3 separate regions of the Mus musculus genome follow, and regions 1 and 2 are each linked to region 3. A link is a contact called in public promoter capture Hi-C data. All regions are on one chromosome and are shown on one strand. The core of a region is the stretch at or near the end of the contact, and the rest is flanking DNA. Distances in the headings are between cores, read along the strand shown. Region 1 holds the start of S100a10 (S100 calcium binding protein A10 (calpactin)). Region 2 holds the start of Rfx5 (regulatory factor X, 5 (influences HLA class II expression)). Region 3 holds the start of Ints3 (integrator complex subunit 3).

Region 1 (4,188 bases), core at 168-2,667, 3.1 Mb after region 3:
GATTAATTGTTGAGTTCTTATCAAATGTTGCTTCCTCTGTGAATCAGACTGTTGCCCCACTATGGGGCCTTAGAAGCCCCTGTCCAACATTCTTGTACTGCTCATCAACCATAGGGAATTGTTTACAATATCTTCAGAAACCTCGGCGCTCTTTGAAAGAAGAAACTGATTCCCCATCTCTGAATCAACAGGCTCTAGCACAAACTAAACATTCTAAGGCTCATGCCCCAGAAAACCAGTGAGTAGGAGTATTCTAAATTCGATCACATTTTCCCTGAGATTTCCTCCACAGCTGCGACGACCTGGGGAGGCCTGTGGGAAGATTTGGAAGGAAAAACTGCTTTTGAAGAGCCAGAACTGAGGTTTCAGAGACCCTGGAGAAAACAGAGCTGATCCAAGTTGGATTTTCCTGACCTCTGCCGAGACTGTCACGTGGTGGCGCATAGAGAATTCCCTAATTCTGTTTATCCCTTTGGAATCTCTCATCCTTTCTAGGACTTCCCCTGGGAACAGGGGAAACCCCAGTGCTAGGGACTGGGCTGTGTCACCAATAACTGCATTTAATCCCAAACCACAAATAATGTTAAGTATCAGGGAAGGGTGTGGTTGTCAGTTAGGATACACTTCAGTCGTCTCTAAATATCTTCCAGAAGTTTCTTCCAAAGAGCTTTTTAGAGCCAAGTAGAGTCAAGAAGGGGGCTCCGAAACAGATCTTAGTAATATTGGCCACAGCTGAAACTATCGACCAAGCAAAATCACAAACTGTACCAGGAAAGGTGAACCCTGTAACAAAGAAGCTCCTGAAGCTGACAAGCACTAGGACACGCCCTGATCCTCACCACTCAGTGGTGGCAAGGCTAGGCTGAAGCCCAGGGGCCTTGCTTCTGCACTCAACACAGGCGACCCCAAGACCAGGTCCTAGAGCAAGCTAGGTGTAGAAGCGTTCCTCCTGCTTATCTAGGAAATTATTCCTAACCCTGCAGGTTCTCGCAGAGGCTCTTGGCTCTGGTTCTGGCCATTGTGCCTCCCGAGACGGCTGGATTCTTATTTCTACACTCACCCACTTTCTAAAATCAAACCTGAGAGGAAGGGCACGGCCCTGGATGAGAATGCCCTGAAATACTAAGAGCATTCTTCCGCAGGGACGTTTACAATAGGGCTGTCCCTGGGGACGGGCAAAGTTAGTCTGTTGGCAGAGTGGGAAGGGTGTGTGTGTGCGTGTGTGTTGCCTTGTGTTTTGGAGAGAGAAGGAGAGAGAGAGAGAGAGAGAGAGAGAGAGAGAGAGAGAGAGAGAGAGAGAGAGAGAGAGAGAGAGAGCGCTGGTGGGGCGGGGTGGGGGGCAGGAAGGGAGGGATGGGTGGGGAGGGCAGATGCCTGCCCTCCAGGCTCCTCCCGCTCCGGGGCGCCTCCGCCCTCTGTACCCGCCTCGCGTACAAAGACGCGCGGTCTTCGGCACTAGCCTCATCGTGGTGTGCCCAGCTCTTCCAAGGACTGCTGCGCTTCGGGGCCCAGGTGAGTCCCGCACCTAATATCTGCCCTCTGGGAACCCCACACCCGCTTGCTTCGGCCTCCAGCCAGGCTTCGCGAGGAGCCGCGCCCCGCGAGCCTGGGTGGGGCCACCCCTCCAGCTCGCACACTGCTTCGGATGCCCCCAGACTCGCTGGGGCGGAGGCCAGTCTTGTCTGGAGCTACCCCATCCTGGCGTTGGAGCCGCTGTTCTGTTCTCCTTTTCGGCATGTGGTTCTTCATTCTCATCTTTTCTACTTTGCAACTAGTCTTAGAGTTAACTGGAGTTTAGCAGAACCTGCTTGCGCTCTGTCCTAGTTGGCAGTTCCATGAAGCTTCAGGCTACAGGCAGAGCTCAGGCTGTTTGAGCCGCTTTGGCCAGGGAGGACTGGAGGCTTGGCAGCTGGAGGATTCCCTTTCTGAAGGACCCTGCTCTGCTTGTTGCCTTAGCCTCAGTGCAAATTCCAGGTTGCTTCGGAAGGATCTTTAAAGTAGGACTTTCTGTCTCTCTACCAAGTGTTCCTCTAGCTACTCGGATTAAATAAAGGGAACCAGAGAGAGATGGAACGAGAGAGCAGGCTTGGTGAAGAATCTTCAGTCTGGGATTAATTTTCATGTGGTGCAGTGAGAGGGACGTACCTGCTTCACGGCCTGAGCTTGGCAACAGGAATGACTGACCTCTTTCCTAGCCCTGCCTGGGAGGACTCTGGAGAAATTGCTGAGTGGGTGGCAAGCAAAACAGAAATGTGACAGACCAGCAGAGCCCGGATCCACATTCTGAAATCCACAGGACCCACCTCCCTCATTTTCCTACCCCCACCCCCCACCCCAGGAAAGCCAGACACATTCTGCAGGGTGGGGCTAGCACAAAGGGTTCCTGGATTCTCCTAGTGATCTGTGGCCTGTGACTCAGCTGTGAGACCTTGGGTGTGGCCTAGCTGGTTGCTGATTCTCTGTGGATGGTTTGAACAGATCGCTCCCTGAAGGAAAAGAGGAACTGTGCCATCTTCCAGGGCATTTTCCAAGAGGAAATGAGTCACAACTAACTGGCCACCAACCTGCAGGAGGGGTTTCTTGTCTGAGCTGCCTGGAAGGGCAGTAATTAGACTGGCAGAACCATTCCAAGTCTGTCTCTCTCCCCCCCGCCCCCCCCATTCCCCAAGCTTCAGTTTCAGCTTCCAGGAGTGGATTTTTGCATGTTATACTTCAAATTAGGTAGAAACTCTCTGTCAGAGAGCTTGCCTTCGGTGTGTTTCAGCAAATTGCAAACGATAATGCCCGACGTTGGAGCAGGAAGGAGGAGTTCATATAACTCCCTGAAATTTCATTTACCTTAGTCCTCCTCCCATTGCCTATGCACTGTCACTGACAGTCTAAGAGTAGTGTTGTTTGTTTGTTTGTTTGTTTGTTTGTTTGTTTTTGGTCTGCTTGGCATAGAGCAGTTATTTGGGTTCCCCTAATTTCTGAGTGATGCTGTTCCCTGGCTTTTCCTAAATACAACATCAAATGGGCCGTTGTCCTCTTATGCCTGGCCTCTGGCCAGCCTCTGAGCAGTCACCCCAATGTGGTCAGGCCCTGGGCTGGGTGGGGCTGAGGCTGGATACCTCCCTGCTTTCTACTGACAGGAGAGAGAGAGAGAGAGAGAGAGAGAGAGAGAGAGAGAGAGAGTGTGTCATGGAGTCATGTCTCCCCACCTCCCAGCAAATACATAAGTATTTGATATGCCTTGGACACATTCCATTCATTTAAGCCTAGCTAAGAGAACAATAGGATTCTTTCAGAATTATGAAATAAATTAATGCTCACAGTGCTGGGGAAAGATGGGCTCTCAGGATTCACAACTTAGGAATCACACCTCAAAAGCAAAGGGAGTAACAGGCTTGGCAGTGTGAGGGTCTAGCTCTTCAGGACCACCACCCCTGGAGGGAGGCAGGGAGGGACTGATTGACTTTTAAAGACAACTTTCAACCCTTCAACTAAATAATTCTCACTTGTCCATGTAGCTGATGTTGTTGGTTGGGTTGCTGACTCATGACAACCCCTCATGGAAAAATGGATGCTCTTGGTTGAGCTAGAGTTCTTTCTTCCTATTGAATTGCATCTGGAGCTTCCTTTAGCAGACCATGTCTGTAGTATGCAAGTTTTAGTTGGTGAGAAAGTCTGAGCTAAAATCCATTGTTTTCATTTCATTCCTACCCCAAATATACTGTAAGGGTCAGATTCAAAAATGTCCTCTGGATTCAATTAAAAAAAAAAAAAAAGGATTGGTCTTCAAATTCTCCTAAACAAAAGAACAGAAACTCTACAAACGTTTTAAAATAATGGATGTTTGTGTTCACTGACACCCTAATTAATTCTGGGTGGCTTCAAGAAAATTAAGATATGGAAAAAATACAGATGAACAAAGTAAATCAGGCCTCCAGCTTCTGAGATTTGTAGCCTAGACCTGGGCATAGGTCCAGAACAGACATTTGGGATTGCTTAGGAAGAGGGATTCCCACCCTACGCCCCTCTCTTAAAGACCGACAGAAAATAAGAACATTGTTGGAATTGAACACCATAGGAAATGTGTGCAAAGTAGGTGTTTGCTGTAAAGGAAACAAAAACAGGAATTGTTTCCTTCAGAGGAAGAGACAGTTAAGACAGGTTGCTCAGGCTAACGTGAAGGGTGTAGGCGGACAT
Region 2 (4,854 bases), core at 1,303-3,802, 4.5 Mb after region 3:
GTAGAGCTGGGTGGCTCGACCAATTAGAGACAGTCAGGTCTCAGCCTTGGCTGGAGTCAGCAGGAGGAACCAGGAGGAACACCAGAAGAAGTTCTTGCCTGTGCTTCTCAGGGAAGCAAAGATCATTGAAGATGCAAAACCCATAAGCATTGTACAGCTAGTTTGTACCAGCAAGCCAAGCTCCGTCTCCATTACTCTCTGGAGTCCTATTTATGCCCTCCAAACATCACGTGTCCTCCCCGTGCCTTGCCTCAGCACTTGCATCCAATCAGCCTGAGCCCTCGGAGTCCAGACAAATGGAGCTCAAATGCACAATGTAAGGCGGACCAATACATGCATGTTGTTAGCAAAGAATCCTTCACCATGCGTCCTTTCACGTGCTTGCTTTAGCAGAACACCTCTCTCTTTCTCTTGTGTCTGCTTCAGTGAAATGTTTCTTCACGAGTTTTTCTTAGTCTTCACCTGTGTCCACTTCAAGAAAACACTCCACGTGTTTGCCCCAGCAAAACACCATCCAACACAACTGACTTCCCAAAGAACCCTTACGTTTCCACTTCAAGCTCCAGCAGGAGCAGAGGCAGGAACCACAGAGGAGAGGTGCTTCCTGGCTTACTCCCCTACCCAACTTTGGGTCCCTTCCTTATACAGCCCAGGCCTGCCAACCTAGAGGTCCTGTGCCTCGTTCTGCGTGGTCAGGAGGCTGCCTCAGGTCTTGGTTGGGTACCCTCAAGCAGCACAGTATTAGCAAAGTGTGACTTTTAGCACAGGAAATGACTTCAACTCAGAGAGCAACCTTGAGCAGATTATCTCTAGGAAAAGACTGACTGGAGGGGGTCTGTCCAATGGCATCTTTCTTTACAGATTCCTTTAAAGAGAACTTGTTTGAACTCATTACCTCTTCCAAAGGAAAGATTCATGTCCACTTCTCACGGTAGGGGAAATGGGGGTCTCAGTCCGGGTGTGGGGACAGACCACGAGCACCTCCATCTTCCCCCCTCCTTTACAGAAGCACACCAGTCAGAACTGGAAATATGACTTGGGTGTCACATCTCTGCTGTGACAAGACTGTTGACCCGGGGACCACGAACACTTGAGAGAGGTACAAAAGCTTGCCCGTGCATTTTTCATCACGATTTCAACAAATCTTAACAAAGAGGGTTAAGCACCTGAAGGGAAAAGTTATCACAGTACTAAATTCTTTTTTCCTCTACTTGACCAAAATTCCAGTGTTCACCACCAAGCAGGGAACTCCAGGAGTGTGCCCCCTAGGAAGGAGATGAAGTACACCCAGGAAACGGAAACATGAATAGGCAAAGGTGGGCAAGGAGAAAATACAGAGGAGGACTAGAGGCTCAACAGACAGGCTTTATTCTAGAGCATACCTGCAGAGGGGGTGGGGCCAAGTGTCTAAAGTGGAAGGACCATACCATTTCCTTTTGTGTCAGCAGTTGCTATGGGTAGCGAGACAGACAGGGTCAGGCAACCAATAAACATCTCCTGTGGTTTACCCAGGTAGGAGGGGTAGGGTGAGGAGAAATCTGGAAAATGAGTTGGCATTAGCTTTGGCTTAACTAGAACGGAGGCACTTTATAAAATGGCGATACCACGGCTAACAACAGAGAAAAAAACATTTTCTCTTAATGTGGTACAGCTGCTAAGGATTTGCAGATTCTTTGTGGAATGAGGGGAAGCCTGCAATCCTAGAGGCTGTTGGCCACAGGGATGGGTAAGCAAAGAGGGAAGGACGAATGGTTCAACTTGTGTTATTTTATTTTATTAAAGTTACAGGACTTTATAACGAATTTCCATCAGTAGACATCATTTTCTAGCAAAAATTTAAAAATATCACCTACTGATTATTTCGGACAGCTCTGACAACCAAAGGCAACAATCAAACATGGTAGCTATCTGTGGCCATTCCATTTTGTAAAGCTCCCCAATTTTGTTTAAACAGAGTTCCTGAAACCTAAGAAATTTGGTTCTCACAACCAAAGTAACTTGCTTTTATAGATTCGTGCTTTCCACGTCCTTATCGACGCCCCAGTAATAGAGTTGTTTGGCTTTTTTTTAATCAAACCTTCTTACATTTTTAACTCATCTTATTCCCCAGCTACAACTAGCCAATCACTTTCCTACCCTGTAACTCCTGTCTGTGGTTCTTGGATCCTAGACGGCATCTACGTAAATCTTCCCAAGTAAAGCCCGCGGTCGATCCCTTATCCTCTTCTCGCTGATTTTACAACGCACAGGATCAGAAAGCAAAAGACCAGATGCTCCAGAAGCAGCCAAGCGCCCGGGCTTTCATCCTGCGGTCCCTTTAAGAACAGAACCCTTTCCGGGCCCGCAGACCTAACCGACCCCAGTTTTAACCGAAACCAACCTGGACTTCCCCCTCTTGACTCAAATAAGACTAACTTTGGATTTTCCCTCCCCTCTCGACCAATCATATTCTGTTACCAGGCAGACTTTCACTGCCTTCGTCTTGGAGGCAGCAACGGCCAATCACAGAGCAGGCCGTGCGTGTATCCAGGCAGATCGCGGCTGGCATAACCATTCAGAAAAAGGAAAAATAAAAGCAACGCACGAGCCCGCCGGCTGGGCACCGTGGGGCTGGGCAGGAGCTGAGGTAGCCACAGGGTAGTTTCTCTTTCTCTCTCACCTATCTAATGTCCGTGCTGGAAGGCGACGGTTCCGAGGTAGGAGGGGCAACAGCACTCCGGAGCTAGCAGGACCAGCTCCTTGCCCCTGCGCACGTGCCCGAATCTGGGACCCTGTTCCCCGCAGGGTTTCCTGCGCCCAGCCCCCTGAGTTCGGAGACCTAGCCCAGCACCTGGGGTTGGGGTGGAGGGGCCCGAGGGGAGTGGGGACGCTTCGGAGTGGGATGTCGTGGGATGACGTAGGGTCCGCGCCGCGGCGAGGGGGGCAGCGGGGGAAGCCGTGGCGAGACTCAGTAATGAGAACTTGGGCCCAGTTTTTTTCAAACCTGGAAAGGCCGAGTATGTTTGTATCCCTTCCGACCTTCCAGGCAAAATCAATGGCGAGGAGTCTATTAGAGGATCGGAGAACTTTGACTTGTCGTTATAGGTGTTGAGGGGGGGCGGCTGGAGGGGCTTGGGGGGGGGGGGGCTGGAGGTGTTGCAGCACTGGGAGAAATTGTAAGATTTCTTTTAACGTGGACTTCTCCACCCCTATCCCTTCCCATAACAGTTTTCCAGATTTGGGAGACTTCAAAAGGTGGGACATATAGAATGGAGATGTCAGAGATCTCTTTGGGTATACAAGGGCCTGATAAAGTAACAGAATAATTCTAATTTTAGAGAAGGCAAGTGGTGTGGAAAACCACTGGAGGAAGCTTTGCTTCTGTTTGTATTTCTGGGTAGAGACAGGAGGACTGCCTTGGGGTCTCTAGGAGAAAGGAAGCTTGGTAGTAGTTAAATCCTCAGCGATCTCCTCTCTCAGCTGTAGCCCTCATGCTGGGATGGCAGAAGATAAACCTGATGCTAAGAGCCCCAAGACTGGGGCAAGGCCCCAAGGTGGTGCTGACGCTGGAGAACCTACCACCCTCCTCCAAAGGCTCCGAGGTACCATTTCGTAAGTAATTGTCTCTGTCTCCAAACCCTGTTCCAGACCCAGCTGTAGATCCTTGTTGCCCTGCACTCCTTCCTCAGGCAAGTGTTTCAGAGCAGGCAGGCTGAGGTCTGTGGTCCGTAGCTGTTTGGTCCTTTTTCTGTCTCTAGCAGTCAGACAAAGGGATGGGGAAACCTTGTGACCTCCAGCTTTCTCTTCTTCTCCACAGCAAGGCCGTGCAGAACAAAGTAGAGGGAATTCTGGTAAGCATGCTGGGAAGGGACAATACAGGTGCCATCGCTGAAGGGTAAGGGTGATGTTGATGTGAGAGAATAAAGGTTCATGGGGGAGAGGCGGTGCTGTCCACGTGTGAGGATCATACTTTATCCTTCTGTGACCTATGTAGGAGATGAAATCAGACCCAGCCCCTTGCCCTTTCTCCCGTTCTCTCCATGACAAGCCCATAAGGTTGCCAGCACAGTGAGCACCCAACCTCAAGTCATTTCTTAGGTCCCCTTTCATTCTGACAACCTGACATCGAGTCAGCTGGTATGGTCGAGCTCAGAAGATCATTCACTGGACCCGTGGCTTCATTTCTCCACCTCTGTTCCCTTCTGCCTCAGCAAGAAGTACAGAAATTCTCGGACAACGACAAGCTGTACCTCTACCTTCAGCTCCCATCGGGGCCCAGCGTTGGCGAGAAGAGGTACTTTGGTGGTAGTGTTTATATGTCACAGGTTCTGATTTTGAGTCTCACTGTATTGAGTCAAAAAGTAGGAGATGAGGACGAGGAGGCTGGAGGGATGGCTCAGGGGTTAAGCACACTGGCTGCCCTTGGCAGAGGACCCGGGTTGTGTTCCCAGTACCCACATGGTGGCTCACAACCATCCATAACTCTCAGTTTCTGGAAATCCGACACCACTCTCTGACCTCCGTGTCGTGCACATGCACATATGCAGGCACAACACTCATAACAAATGAGAATCTTTTTAAAAAAGTTATAAAGAAGAAGTAGGAGATGCATAGCTCAGAACCTTTATCAAGAAGTGAGGCCTTTGGCTCGATTTATCAGGGAAAGGTGGATCTGGGACAAACTGATTCGATCTGGCACCATCAAAGCCATGCTTGCCCCTTTGGCTTGTCTTACAGCTCAGAGCCAAGTCTGCTCAGCAATGAGGAGTATATGTATGCCTATAGGTGGATCCGCAACCACCTGGAAGAGCACATGGATACCTGCCTGCCAAAGCAGAGCGTCTATGATGCCTATCGGTGCGTACAGAAGGCACA
Region 3 (4,774 bases), core at 700-3,199:
TGGGAACCACCACGCAAGGCAATCTCACATTTTTTCAACTCTGAGTTTACCTGCCTACTCTGGCATGTGATAAAGGACTGTGACATAGTGTCAGGGAAACAGCCTGTGAGTGAGGGGACAGGGCCTGTTCATTTCCTCCCCCTATCCTTGGGTAACCATGGAACTGAATGCTTTAGGCTTTACAAACAGTTCAACAATCATGCCTCCGTCTGTCCTACATCCTAAGTACGTCTTCCTGTGTGTAAGTTGTGGAAGTGGCTACACAGATCATCTCTAGTTAGTCAAGCACAGGGTGAGACCAAGCAAAGAAAAGGAAGGGACAAGCCTCCTCACTCATGTTCTGTGTCTGCCTGTCGTTGTTTTGTTTTGTTTTGTTTTGTTTTGTTTTCTGAGGCTGGGTTTCTCTCTGTAGCCCTGGCTGTCCTGGAGCTCTCTTTGTAGACCAGGCTGGCCTCAAACTCACAGAGATCCACTTGCCTCTGCCTCCCGTACCTCTCCTTCGTGTGTGTATGTACTCTCTGGTACTAAGGAAAGCAGTCCCCTATATACTGGCTCACCCCACTGCTATGACTGATATTACCAAACTAGATACTACTTACTTGTAAGTCTTCACTCACTCTATAAATGCTCGGTTAAAATCACTGACAAGTGTCTGTATCCACACACAGTCAATGATACCATCTAAGAAGAGGGGCCAAGTCTGTAGGAAGTTGCCAATCCTCAGACACCTGCCTGTAAACACATATATACTTTTCAACTTAACACTCTCAAATAGGGTGGATATTTTAGATAGCTATTGGTGTGTATGTGGGAAGAAATGAAAATAACTTTGGTCAGTACTGATGCTACATCCCTTCTGTAACCAACACCCCTCACACCCATTTTCTTAATAGCGGCAGCTGTTACTAGGGCAACCTGTCCAGGAAATTGACCCACACTTCTTCCTCCAGAAGCAGGAAGCAAGAGCAATGTTTCTGCCTTACAAAAAAAAAATAATAATAATAATAAATAAATAAAATAAACTTGAAGGCCTTTTCTCCCCACCCCCACCCCATATGCGATCCAGCATCCCTCCTCAACCCAATTCCTTACTCCCTTCCCCACCCCCCACACCTACCTCCTCTAACTCATCCTTGGCATCCAAACTGGTTGAAAGTAGCAGCCTCCCCCCTCCTGGGGCTCCTGCTCCCGCTCCTCCTCCTCCACCTCCCGCTGCTCCTGATGCAGCAGCTGCTACGGTCCCCTTTCCCTTCTGTAACTCCATGGCTGCAGCCAAGAGACCAGAAGAGGTCAAGGGAGTAGACGGGTGTTAAGTCCTAGAAATGGAGAACTCTGGCTTGCCAAGGACGAGGAGCAAGAGGAACAAGTGGGAGGGAGGCCGACAGGCCTGGCTTTCCGCACTCTTGCCTCCTCTCCTGCGGAGGGGGAAGGCGCGGGTTCTCTAGATGCTCCCTCAGGAGTGGCCGGGCTGGGGCAAAGCTTTTGCGCAGAAGTATGGTAGACTAAGGGTCTTGTGTCCTGCAGGGAGATAGGCAAGGCTGCCACCCTTGCAGAAGTGGAGGGGGAAACCCTCTGGCTTCTTATCCTGAAAGGAGGGGAAACCCTAAGTTTCTGCCTCTCGAGGCGTGGGAAGGAGTCCTGGCCCTGAATTGGGAGTGGGAAACCTTCCCGGCGGGATTGGGAAACGCGGTTCCTTGGAATCCGGCCCCTAGCGGGTGAGGATGCAGCAGGAGCGCTATGGGAGGACCAGCTTCTCCCCACACCACACAGAGGCGGCCATGGTGGAAGGGCGGGGGAGGCTGAGAGTGCCCGAGCGGGCAGAGTCGTCGCCGGCGCCGGAAGTGAGCAGTCGCGGTCCCGGGCGTCCGCCAATAGCGGCTTCCGCGGTGGCGCCAGGTCTCTAAGGAGTAAGCCGACGACGGCGGACTGGCCTTTTCCCGGGCTGCCAATTGTAGGGAGAAGAATTGAGTCTGGTCTGACGGGCAACAAGTGTGCCCAATCGCATCCTTCCTCTGCATCTGGAGGCGGGACGGGAGGTACGGAGTGGGTGCTACTGCTGGGCGATCCGGAAAAAGCCGGGCTGCGCCTGCGCGCGCCAACACGCATGCGCGACGTTTCCCTCTTGCTCCACTCCCTACAGGTGTTCGGAACGTTGTCCTTGGGTAGTAGGCTGGGAGGATGGAAACCTAGCCCATAAGTGTCTATTCAGGAAAAGGAGCTGCCGAGTCCCAACCCCTACGCAGTCGCGTAGCAAACGCCCTCAGGGTCTGAAGCTACTTCCTGAACTAAAAATGCTACACGCGGCCGATTGTATGAGCTCTTGGGTGTGCAATTATTAGTAACAATTTGAAAACAAAAAAAGTGCATTGATTCTCTAGTGCAAACCAAATAGTTAGAATCGTACCAGCACTCGCTTTAACACAGTTTACTAAGTGATGGGACCTCGTCTTTTGAGACTCTGGGACTGACAAATGTCACTGAAGCCTATTGTATTTACACACACACAATCCATTGAGAGTTGTGGTTTGTTGTGATCATAGTAGGGCTTGATTGTATGAGAGTTCTTTTACCGTGCGTCTCTCAACAGAACTTTTCATTTTTAGGCGTATGAGCCTATTGCTGTCCACAGCTCTAAGGTGGGTGTGGTAATATATGCCTGCCATCCTAATACGTGGGAAGCTGGCCCATCAAATTCATGTTCCCCTTCCGTCCCCCATTTGTAGATATAGGCCTATTTTCCTGCACTATCCATTTTCAAGGCCAGTGGGCAGGTAAATTGTTAACAATGTCCTTGGAAGAATTCCAAGTTCCATAGCTACTGTTTTGGGAGTGAAGCACTCTTGAACCCAAGCTGGCCTCACTTTTGTGGCATTCTTTCTGCCTCCCAGGGACTTCTGTATCCTAATTACAAATAAAATAAGACCCGGACTGGCCGATCTCCAAATACACTTCTGGCATTCTACAATCCTCCTGAGTAAGCTTTGAATAACTTCTAGGTAAAGGACTGATTCAGCCTCGGAACTACAAACAAGTCATTACAATAGCTTAATATAACCGGGACACATGTATTGGATGGAAAGAAGAAAAAGAAAGGGCCGGGCGTGGTGGTGCACGCCTTTAATCCCAGCACTCGGGAGGCAGAGGCAGGTGGATTTCTCAGTTCGAGGCCAGCCTGGTCTACAAAGTGAGTTCCAGGACAGCCAGGGCTACACAGAGAAACCCTGTCTCAAAAAAACAAAAAAAAAAAAAAAAAAAGAAAAAAGAAAAGAAGGAAGGAAAAAAGATGTATAATACTGAATATTCTTTCCATTTTTTTTTTTTTTTTGAAGTGTACTGGGTTTGTTTGTGGTACTGATGATTGAACTCAGGAATTCAAAATAGGTAAATGCCCTGCCAGGGAACTTCCATGTGCTTTTTTTAATTTTAAAAATTCATTTATTGTTTTTTGAGACACTTGTTCCTATGTAGGTAAGGATGACTTTCCTGATCCTCTCAAGAGTTAGGACTGCATGTGTGCACCACCACAATTGTGCTTTATAGCATCTTTAAATAAGCACTGTATAGTGTAGTGGGGGCTGGCGCTGGGGTGCTTGCCTTCCATCTGCAAAGCTGCATTCACTCAGGAAGTGGTGGCGCACGCCTTTAATCCCAGCACTTGGGAGGCAGAGGCAGGCAGATTTCTGAGTTCGAGGTCAGCCTGGTCCACAGAGTGAGTTCCAGGACAGCCAGGGCTACACAGAGTAGCCCTGTCTTGAAAAAAAAACAATAATAATAATAATAATAGTAATAATAATAATAATAAAGGAAGAGGAAGAAAGAGGAGTGAATTGCTGGAGAGATGGAACAATGTAAAAATTGTTTGTCCTGAAGTGCGAGGAGTGGACTTTGGGTTTCTAGAGCCTATATGTGTGTGTGTGTGTGTATATATATATATATATATATATATATATATATATATATATATAGTGCCTAAGCAAGCATGTGTTCACTCAGATGTGTTTGGTGTTATTCCTTAGGGACAATCCACATTGTGTTTTGTATTGTTGTTGTTTTGTTTTTTATTTTTGGTTTTTGTTTTGTAGAAACCTAGGGTTTGTGTTTGGGCTAGGGCAGCTGAGCAGCAGGCCCAAGGATTTGTCAACCTCCACCTCCCTGGCACTGCGTCTGTCACAAGCTTCTTGCCATGCCCCATTGTTAACGTGGGAGCAAGTGATCAAACTCAGATACTCATGCATGCACAGTAGCCAGCTGAGCTCTCCCTCTGACATTTGTTTATTTATGTATTGTTTTTTGCACTCCAGAGGCAAAGGCAGGCAGATCTTTGAGTTCAAGGCCAGCCTGATGTACAGAAGAAGTTTCAGGACAGCCAAGATTACACAGAGAAACCCTGTCTCAAAAAACAAAACAAAACAAAACAAAACAAAACAAAACAAAAAAACTTTCTGCTTTAGCCTTCTAAGTGTGGAGATTAGAGGTTTATTCTATTTTTTAAATTATAGGTATTTTTTTTTTATTTTTCCTATGTTTTGTTTCTCAATGATTTGGTATAAAATAAGGACCAAGGCTCAGTGGTAGAGGAAGTGACTACCTAGCCTGGGTGAAGAAGTCCTATGTTCAATTCCCAGTAATTCCCTCCAGAAAAGTAAATGTCATTGAACTCTGCTGTAATAGCACAAGAATAGCTGAATTATCTTCTATTTCCTCTTAGAATGTGATATTACAAAATACTTTTCAGGATATTCAACTTGCAAAGTAGAAATTATATTATAAGCTT

What was found. Promoter capture Hi-C pulls out the DNA fragments that hold promoters and counts their contacts.
Region 1: a promoter capture Hi-C map of pre-B cells shows a contact between it and region 3, with 4 times the contacts expected there. The contact joins the promoter of S100a10 here to the promoter of Ints3 in region 3. A contact is called at or near these places in 2 of 39 promoter capture datasets (cranial neural crest and pre-B cells).
Region 2: a promoter capture Hi-C map of second pharyngeal arch cranial neural crest shows a contact between it and region 3. The contact joins the promoter of Rfx5 here to the promoter of Ints3 in region 3. A contact is called at or near these places in 4 of 39 promoter capture datasets (cranial neural crest, frontonasal cranial neural crest, maxillary cranial neural crest and 1 more).

What each region holds. Positions count from the first base shown.
Region 1 is chr3:93,553,700-93,557,887 of GRCm38.p6, forward strand. S100a10 (S100 calcium binding protein A10 (calpactin)) reads left to right here and starts at 1,418. Exons shown (of 3, transcript NM_009112.2): 1 at 1,418-1,512.
Region 2 is chr3:94,951,556-94,956,409 of GRCm38.p6, forward strand. Rfx5 (regulatory factor X, 5 (influences HLA class II expression)) reads left to right here and starts at 2,553. Exons shown (of 10, transcript NM_017395.3): 1 at 2,553-2,696; 2 at 3,460-3,591; 3 at 3,797-3,830; 4 at 4,191-4,273; 5 at 4,717-4,836. The coding sequence starts at 3,479.
Region 3 is chr3:90,431,687-90,436,460 of GRCm38.p6, forward strand. Ints3 (integrator complex subunit 3) reads right to left here and starts at 1,950. Exons shown (of 30, transcript NM_145540.3): 1 at 1,118-1,950. The coding sequence starts at 1,264.